2 separate regions of the Siniperca chuatsi genome follow, and region 2 is linked to region 1. Evidence: chromatin contacts called from public Hi-C data. All regions are on one chromosome and are shown on one strand. Each heading gives the region's core, a stretch centred on a gene start, on an enhancer-like site or on the middle of the called end of the contact. The rest is flanking DNA. Distances are from core to core; before and after follow the strand shown. Region 1 holds the start of calm2a (calmodulin 2a (phosphorylase kinase, delta)). Region 2 overlaps ttc7a (tetratricopeptide repeat protein 7A).

Region 1 (3,487 bases), core at 324-2,823:
TAGTGTCCCAAGTTGCTACTGCAATTGTTCTTGAAGCATTCATCTAATGAGAACACACCCAGGGCAAAGGACACATCATGCACAGCATATCAAAAGGTGACTGCCAACACCTCACCAGAATACACAGCCCTTCCAGATTACATCATTTATTACATGGCAACCATGAAAATGCAAAGTTTTCCATGAGGGAGCCCTTCTGCACTCCAGAGCCAGCAAGCAACAGCCATTTCATTCATTCCTGTTTTATGACCAGTAGGCTGCCCTGTGGAATGCCTTAAAAGGCAAAAGTATAAATCCACTGCAAGGAATGCAAGGATCCATAACGCAGGCCACTTTGCAGGATATGAGGAAAGTAGTAGATCAATGCAGCGATGTCTTACCGGCAATTTGCTCTTCTGTAAGCTGATCAGCCTGTAAAACACAAGATGAAGCAATTAATAGCATGTCAAATAGCAAATATAGCCAAAATTAAATTAACTTTTCCTTTGGCCCCACAGTTAAGGCTGCCCCATTTATTTAAAATGCTGCAAACACATCTTTCTACAGTTAGTGATTAGCAGTTACTCTGAAGGCTGTAATAGCTATGACAGCAGCTGTAACGTTACAACTCCTCAAAACAGACGCATTTTCGTTCTAGTTAGCTAACCATCTTGTTACTGAACTTGGGAGAAAGTAGAAACCCTGAAAGAATGTAAGACCACACGTGCCCTTAAAACGTTAGATCTGCCTACATTTGAATGTTCGATGACGCCAACTTTCCCACAGACAATGACTGACTTACAATTTGGCGGTAAATGTTAGCTAGGAAGTTAGCTAGCTACCGTAATGTGCCGGCCGGCTCACAGTTTCAGTCCTTAGACGCACTGCAGCGTTGCACACTTTTAGCACAATGAATGACTGACTAATACAGCAGTCGTCACAAGCAAGACGTCTGTTGGAAAGTAGTCATAACACTACTTCTCAATCAGCGCCTATCACTAAGTGGGACAAGTATTTGACAAAACGGACAAATGTTCGGCCACCATCTCAATTTAGCGAACCAAACATTAGCTAATGTTAGAATGCTGTTGGGCTTGCATAAAAGCAATATTTTTGGGGAAAGAAACCCCGATGCATTGTTTCAAGTGTAACATTAACTACGCTAACGTTAGGCACACGGGTGTTACTGATTTTATCCAGACCAACGCAGCTTTAGTTAAGGTTAGCTTTGTTTAACAAGCTAGCATTACCTAGGAACTAGCAAGCTGTCATTTATTCGTCCAGCACTGCGGTAGCTGTTAGTTACAGCGTACAGTTAAGGTTGGCTTCAGCTTAGCCACCGGTGACGTTACGTTTTATTGACATTAATTTCGCACATTTAAAAACCAAAAACAAAATTAATCACTACTGCTGTGACTGTCAACCGATTCTAGACTGGAGAGAAAATATAATCCTCTTTTTCTTACCATTTGGATGTAGATGCAGCGGCTGGTTCACGACAAAATCCGTAACAAACCAAAGCCAACACAAAGCCTCAGCGAATAACAATCTCTATGATCATACTGAGAAAGAGGCAACTGGACTCGCCTTTAACGGTTATCCTAAACTCCACCTCTTTTCAATATCACTCCGCCAACTTCCCTTTCCCTCAGTTACTAAATTAATTAAAAAGACATTTGTAGAAATTATTAGCTAAACAAGAAAATCAAGAAACAATTCCAATACCCATGTACGACTACCGTGAAGTTTTCATCGTCGATATTAGAAGTTATATTGCGTATCGCTGGTGATCTACATAACCGCGTATGAATACTTTCTGCTACTCTGTGATGGGGCACAAGACGGCGCTGAAAGAAATCGCGCTCTCTGATTGGTGTGTTTGTACCTGCAATGCGTCACTCCCATGGTCTGCGCTGCCGCTGCGTCTTGTCCATAGACATCCCAGTCAGTGCCACAGGCACAGCAGACAAGCTTGTTGCATAGTGTGTATACATATGGGCATCATTTTTAGGGAGACCCAATAAGATAGTTTTGATAAGTAATTAGCTACCAGGAGCATAGTTTGCTACTTGTAACTGGCGAATTACTGACCCCGTTTGAGCTAACATGAGTTTCTGTATTTCCTATTGCTGCAGTTTTTCATTTCTGATTACATCGTGTTTTCATTAGCATATTGATATCCATGCTTTTATTTTTTTGATGTTGTTTTTAAATTGCTGTTAAAAGGTTATCACAGGCAGTGATAGAGCTCAGTGTGGGTCTTGAGTAAAGTTTCTCCTGTCTGCTGTGCAAGTCATCACTTAAAATGTTATGCATAATGAGATGCAGTGTCAGGGCTGAAGTGTTTGGGTGTAATAGTTTGTAATAGGTAATAGTTTGTGCATGTGTGTGAGTGTGTGTGCACACTTGTGTGATATGTGACTGGGTCTGTAGCAGGCATTGCTGTCAGATGACTGTGGATTCTCAGGTCTAATTGTGCTGCTGGTGTGGATCGGAGTATCTGATAGCCTGATTGCTTATGCCTGACCGCTCTCCTGTCTCCCATTGACCACCTGTCTCTGGCCTGATCCCATGGGAGATGCTGAGGAGGAGGTGGAGGAGGGTGGACAGGGACTTGCGAGGAGAAAGATTTGAAGAACCACTCAGAGAATGAACTAGAATCTCCATGTCCCAAAACAGCCCCCCTTCCTCCCAATTCTACTGCCTCTCTTATTATTAGACACGGATGTCACACTAAAAGTAGAGAGCAGGAATTGTGGATAGCTCAATATCTCACACGTAGATGTAAGAAATGAGGATCCAAAGTGGTTCCCACCTCCATCTGCACTGTTTACAGAGGTGATGCTGCCTGTGCCATGTGATCTGCTGAGCAGCTTTAGAATCAGCCAGGCTTTTCCCCAAACCTACCTAATCTGGAGCACATTGGATTCTTTTCATTTAAATCTGTTTTTTGTTTGTTTTTGTTTTTTTGTTCTTTTTTTTTTTTTTTTGCTACAGGGTTTTTGTTACTGTGAATTATGTAATGCCAAAGGTGACGGCACAAAGGCCTGTCACAAGAACCAGATAAGCTGGAGCATGTGTAAACGACTGTATGTGGAGGTGTATCACCTTTTGCCTCTCCTAAAATACTTGGCAAACACTATAAAATGTGAACTTAGATACTAATATGCAGTTGCCATGAACACTTAACTGTATTTCTTCTGGTGTTCACACGTTTTAGACACTATCATGGAACAACCATGATGAATTGCTCCAATAAAACAATGATTCACTGTTGGGTCATAAATATTTCAAAATCAGAATAGTTTTCTACTTAGTCCTCCTGCCCAATGTCTATTCATCCAATATACAGAATCAGCTGTTTGGTTGGTGGATGACATGCCCTTCAATGATCTGCAGGTCTCAGAGGACCTGCTCCAGGTCAAATGTGATTTTGGGTTGGAAGTTAATATGGATAGGGAATATTGGAACCCAGGAGACATGACTTAATGGTCTATAAAACCTGAAA
Region 2 (3,487 bases), core at 320-2,819, 46 kb before region 1:
TACTTTTTACTGAGTGTACTGTATTATTACCTCTCAGATTTATTGATCTATGTTTCTAATAATAATTGTACTGGTTTGGCAACACAGTCTGTCATGCCACTAAAGCATAGTTGAACTGAGCCGACTGAAAGCTAAAGAGAGACAGACAGAGTTCTGCACAGGCCTGAAATGTTAGCCCTAGCCTGACCTGGCCCAATTCGTTTGGGCCCAGCCGGCTACAGCTGGTGAGCTAACAACATTTTTCATCCTTCAATCTCTCTCTCAGAGTAAGAGTACTCGTTTGAGTGTAGCAGTGTAGTCTGCTGCTTTATCAATCTGTCCAAAATGATTGAGTAACTAACTGTGAAACATTATATAATATAGTATATAATATGGAAACTTAATCAATGTTAGCAAACGTCTCCCCACTGATAAATTGCTAGCATACTCTAAACTCAGTCGTAAAAGAGCCAGATATTTCCCTTAGGAGTTGGTGGACACCCAAGCAGGGCTAAACCACTCAGGTGACCAGAGGCACAACTGCTAATGCTAATGTTGCTCCTCGTCTGCTGTTTGTGTAAATAGGCAAATGTTAATGCAAACACATTAGCCATTAGCAATTAATGCAGCTTTTATAAACCCTGAACCACAACTTTGCCTTGATGTGAGAAGAACAAATAGTTCACAAACATTCCTCAAATATTTGCCAACTGGCTAGTTACTTAAAGAACAGTGAAAAACTGACAAATTGGGTATTGATAAAAATCTTTATGCTCTTCATGATAGTCAACATTGTTAGCTAGCTAGCAAGTTGTGACCTGTTGGTTTGATGTGGAGTGGTGTGTTTGTGGGAATTACTTTTCTGTGTTATCTAACCATGTTGCAGTGGCTTGCAGAGGACCCAACACGCACACATCTCCCGAAACGCTACAACGTGTTGTGTGACCCTGCGTGTCAAAGAAGCTTATAAGCTCATTATTTGATCCAACTTTCTGTAGGGAGGCAAGTTTGAAACAGAAGTGTTAACGTTATACCCAAGATCCGTACAGAAGGATGGAATAAAACAACTACGCGATGATCTCCAAAAGACACCTGTAAATAAATGTTTGTTTAAATGCAGACAGAGAATGTTCCAAGTGAGAAAAGGACAAGATTATCAGTATGCACTGCAAACAATGTATCATTGAACCCGCTAAAGTGACAGTAGTACTTGATGGTAACATTTAATTTATCAAGAGTATCTAAGCCTGCAATATGCACATGAAAATGAATCCAATACCCTTGGGACCTGTCAGGCTGAGGCCGAGCTGCAGACCTCAGAGTCAGAGAAGAGAGATCGAGGCTGAGAGATAGATGGGAGAGAGAGAGAGAGAGAGAGAGAGATAGTGAAAGGAGGGGTTTTCTCAGTAACAAGCTCATTGAATATCATTTGCTTTAAATCTGTGAGCGAACATCAGAGATCAAAGCTCGTATCGTGCGTGGTGCTGGGCATGCCGCGACAGTCGTGTGTGTGTATTTGTGTGTTGTTGGGGTGGGGGGATATGGGTGTACAAGATCGTAATCTGGCACATGCATGTTTGTGTGTCACTGTGTGTGTGTGTGTGTGTGTGTGTGTGTGTGTGTGTGTGTGTGTGTGTGTGTGTGTGTGTGTGTGTGTGTGTGTGTGTTTATGTGCATGCATGTGTGTGATTCTTGTTAGCCACTGCCTCTCTGCACCACAGCAAACTGTCAGCTCGCTGTAGCACACTGAATTCCTCCTTTCTCCCACATCTTCTACCCCCGGCTTCTGTCATTCTCTCTCTTTCTCCATGTCTTCCTCTCTCTCTCTTTCTTTCTTTCTTTCTTTCCCACCCTCTCTTTCTTTCCTTGCCTCTCATCTTTTTTTATCTCTCCCGTCTCCATTTCTCCCCTTTCTTTGAAATTTTAATCACCCAGTAAACAGGCATGCATTTCGATGTGAAATGGGATTCTGCTACAGATTGAGAGAGATGAGGCGAGGGAGGGGGAGGGTTGTGTGTGTGAGAGAGAGAGGGAGAGGGAGAGAGCGAGAGAGTAATCGTGGTCTCACAGTTTGTACTAAAGAGAATGATTAATCCCAGCCTTTGATTCTGCATTCATCTAACGGGATGTTGCAGCATGAACAAGTGTGTTTGTGCATGTGTGTGCATCTGTATGAGTGTGTATTAGCGTGCACATGCATGCCTGGCTTATGCTTTGCTACACAAAGCAAGCAATGTCTGCACAGGTTGGTTTGTGTTAATCTCTATGCATGTACTGTGTACATATATATATATATATATATATATATATATATATATATGTATATGTACTTGAGTATGATGTGTATGTGCACTTGTGTGTCTGCATGCGCCCATGTGCCTGGAGAGAATACACACTCTGATCTGTGGGAGTGCAGAATGAGTAATACTGTAGCTGTACCACTTTTTCAAGGGAACATTATTAGCTATTTTTATATGGCGTTTACGCTGACACTCACCGCTCTTAGCTGGCCACTGCGTTTACACTGAGCTACACTGCTCGCTGCCATCAGTCCTCAAACACTACGCTCTGCACACACCAGGCTCTTTCCCAGGAGGCTGGAAATGACAGCCTTTGTAATCTGATGTGTAGTTTTGAGTGCTGTAATCTTGATGAAATCTATCTTTTCTGGCGCTCCGTGGGAAACACTGGCTGTGATCGAGTGGTGAATAACAAGGTAGAAAATACTCTATCCTTGGATGACTTTGATCAGTTTGATATTACTTTCTCTGATGTATACAGTGAAATCATTTTGTGAAGACTCAAGGTGATGTAAATATGTGACTTAACTGCAGGTGTAAATTCTCAAATAGTGGCCTCACTTGCTATGAGAATAAGGGCAGGCTACTGTCAGTGAAAGTCAACACTTCCTGCACAAATGTTTCACATTAAGAGTCTTCCAGTGGCTTAAAGGGAATAATCCCTCCCTTTCTTGGCAGGCTTTTAAAGTGAAGAAAGTTGATAGTGTGCAGATCTAACTCCAGTTGTGTTAAATTTGGAAGTTGATGCAATGTTTTGACCTGCAAGGCCTTTCGTCAGGCAAGCATCCATGGGAATAAAAAACAGCCTGTATATACAGATAAGAAATGAGAGCTCCACATACAAATAGGAGATCATGTGATACAAAATAAGACCCAAGACAATGTACTATTCACGTAAAAAACACTTCATGTCTTAAAGAAAGGATTGAAGACAATACAGGACATATGTGATATGCATTTTTTAAATGAGAAAAGGTATGCATTTTTTCTCAAATCAATACATTTGTTTTGGGGAGCTTGCAAATTTCAGCGTGCAGACAGCCTCTTCTTTTCCTTTGTAGATCTTTAATGTGAAACATCAGCAGGAAGAGCTTAACACCGATAGGAAGGAAACGCCAAAGCTGAAGCGTTTGGAATCAGTTTGTGAATGAGACCAGTATTAGTGTTAAACAGACACACATACATTTTTTGAGACTCCATTACTACCA

The links. Hi-C and Micro-C count contacts between places; a contact is called where the count stands out from the background.
Region 2: a contact with region 1 is called in a Hi-C map of liver, with 4 times the contacts expected there. The contact joins the enhancer-like site here to the promoter of calm2a in region 1. A contact is called at or near these places in 3 of 3 Hi-C or Micro-C datasets (liver, skeletal muscle and an unstated tissue).

Annotation. Positions count from the first base shown.
Region 1 is chrLG11:6,307,503-6,310,989 of ASM2008510v1, reverse strand. It overlaps calm2a (calmodulin 2a (phosphorylase kinase, delta)), which reads right to left and starts at 1,573. Exons shown (of 6, transcript XM_044215507.1): 1 at 1,446-1,573; 2 at 381-411. The coding sequence starts at 1,448.
Region 2 is chrLG11:6,353,938-6,357,424 of ASM2008510v1, reverse strand. All of the region lies in intron 16 of ttc7a (tetratricopeptide repeat protein 7A), which reads left to right. Among protein-coding and RNA genes, the nearest start is that of LOC122884957, 11 kb to the left of the region's middle. Within about 2 kb of position 1,569, the one cell type or tissue checked has an H3K27ac peak away from gene starts, as active enhancers do. A contact at or near this core is called in liver, where this site is marked.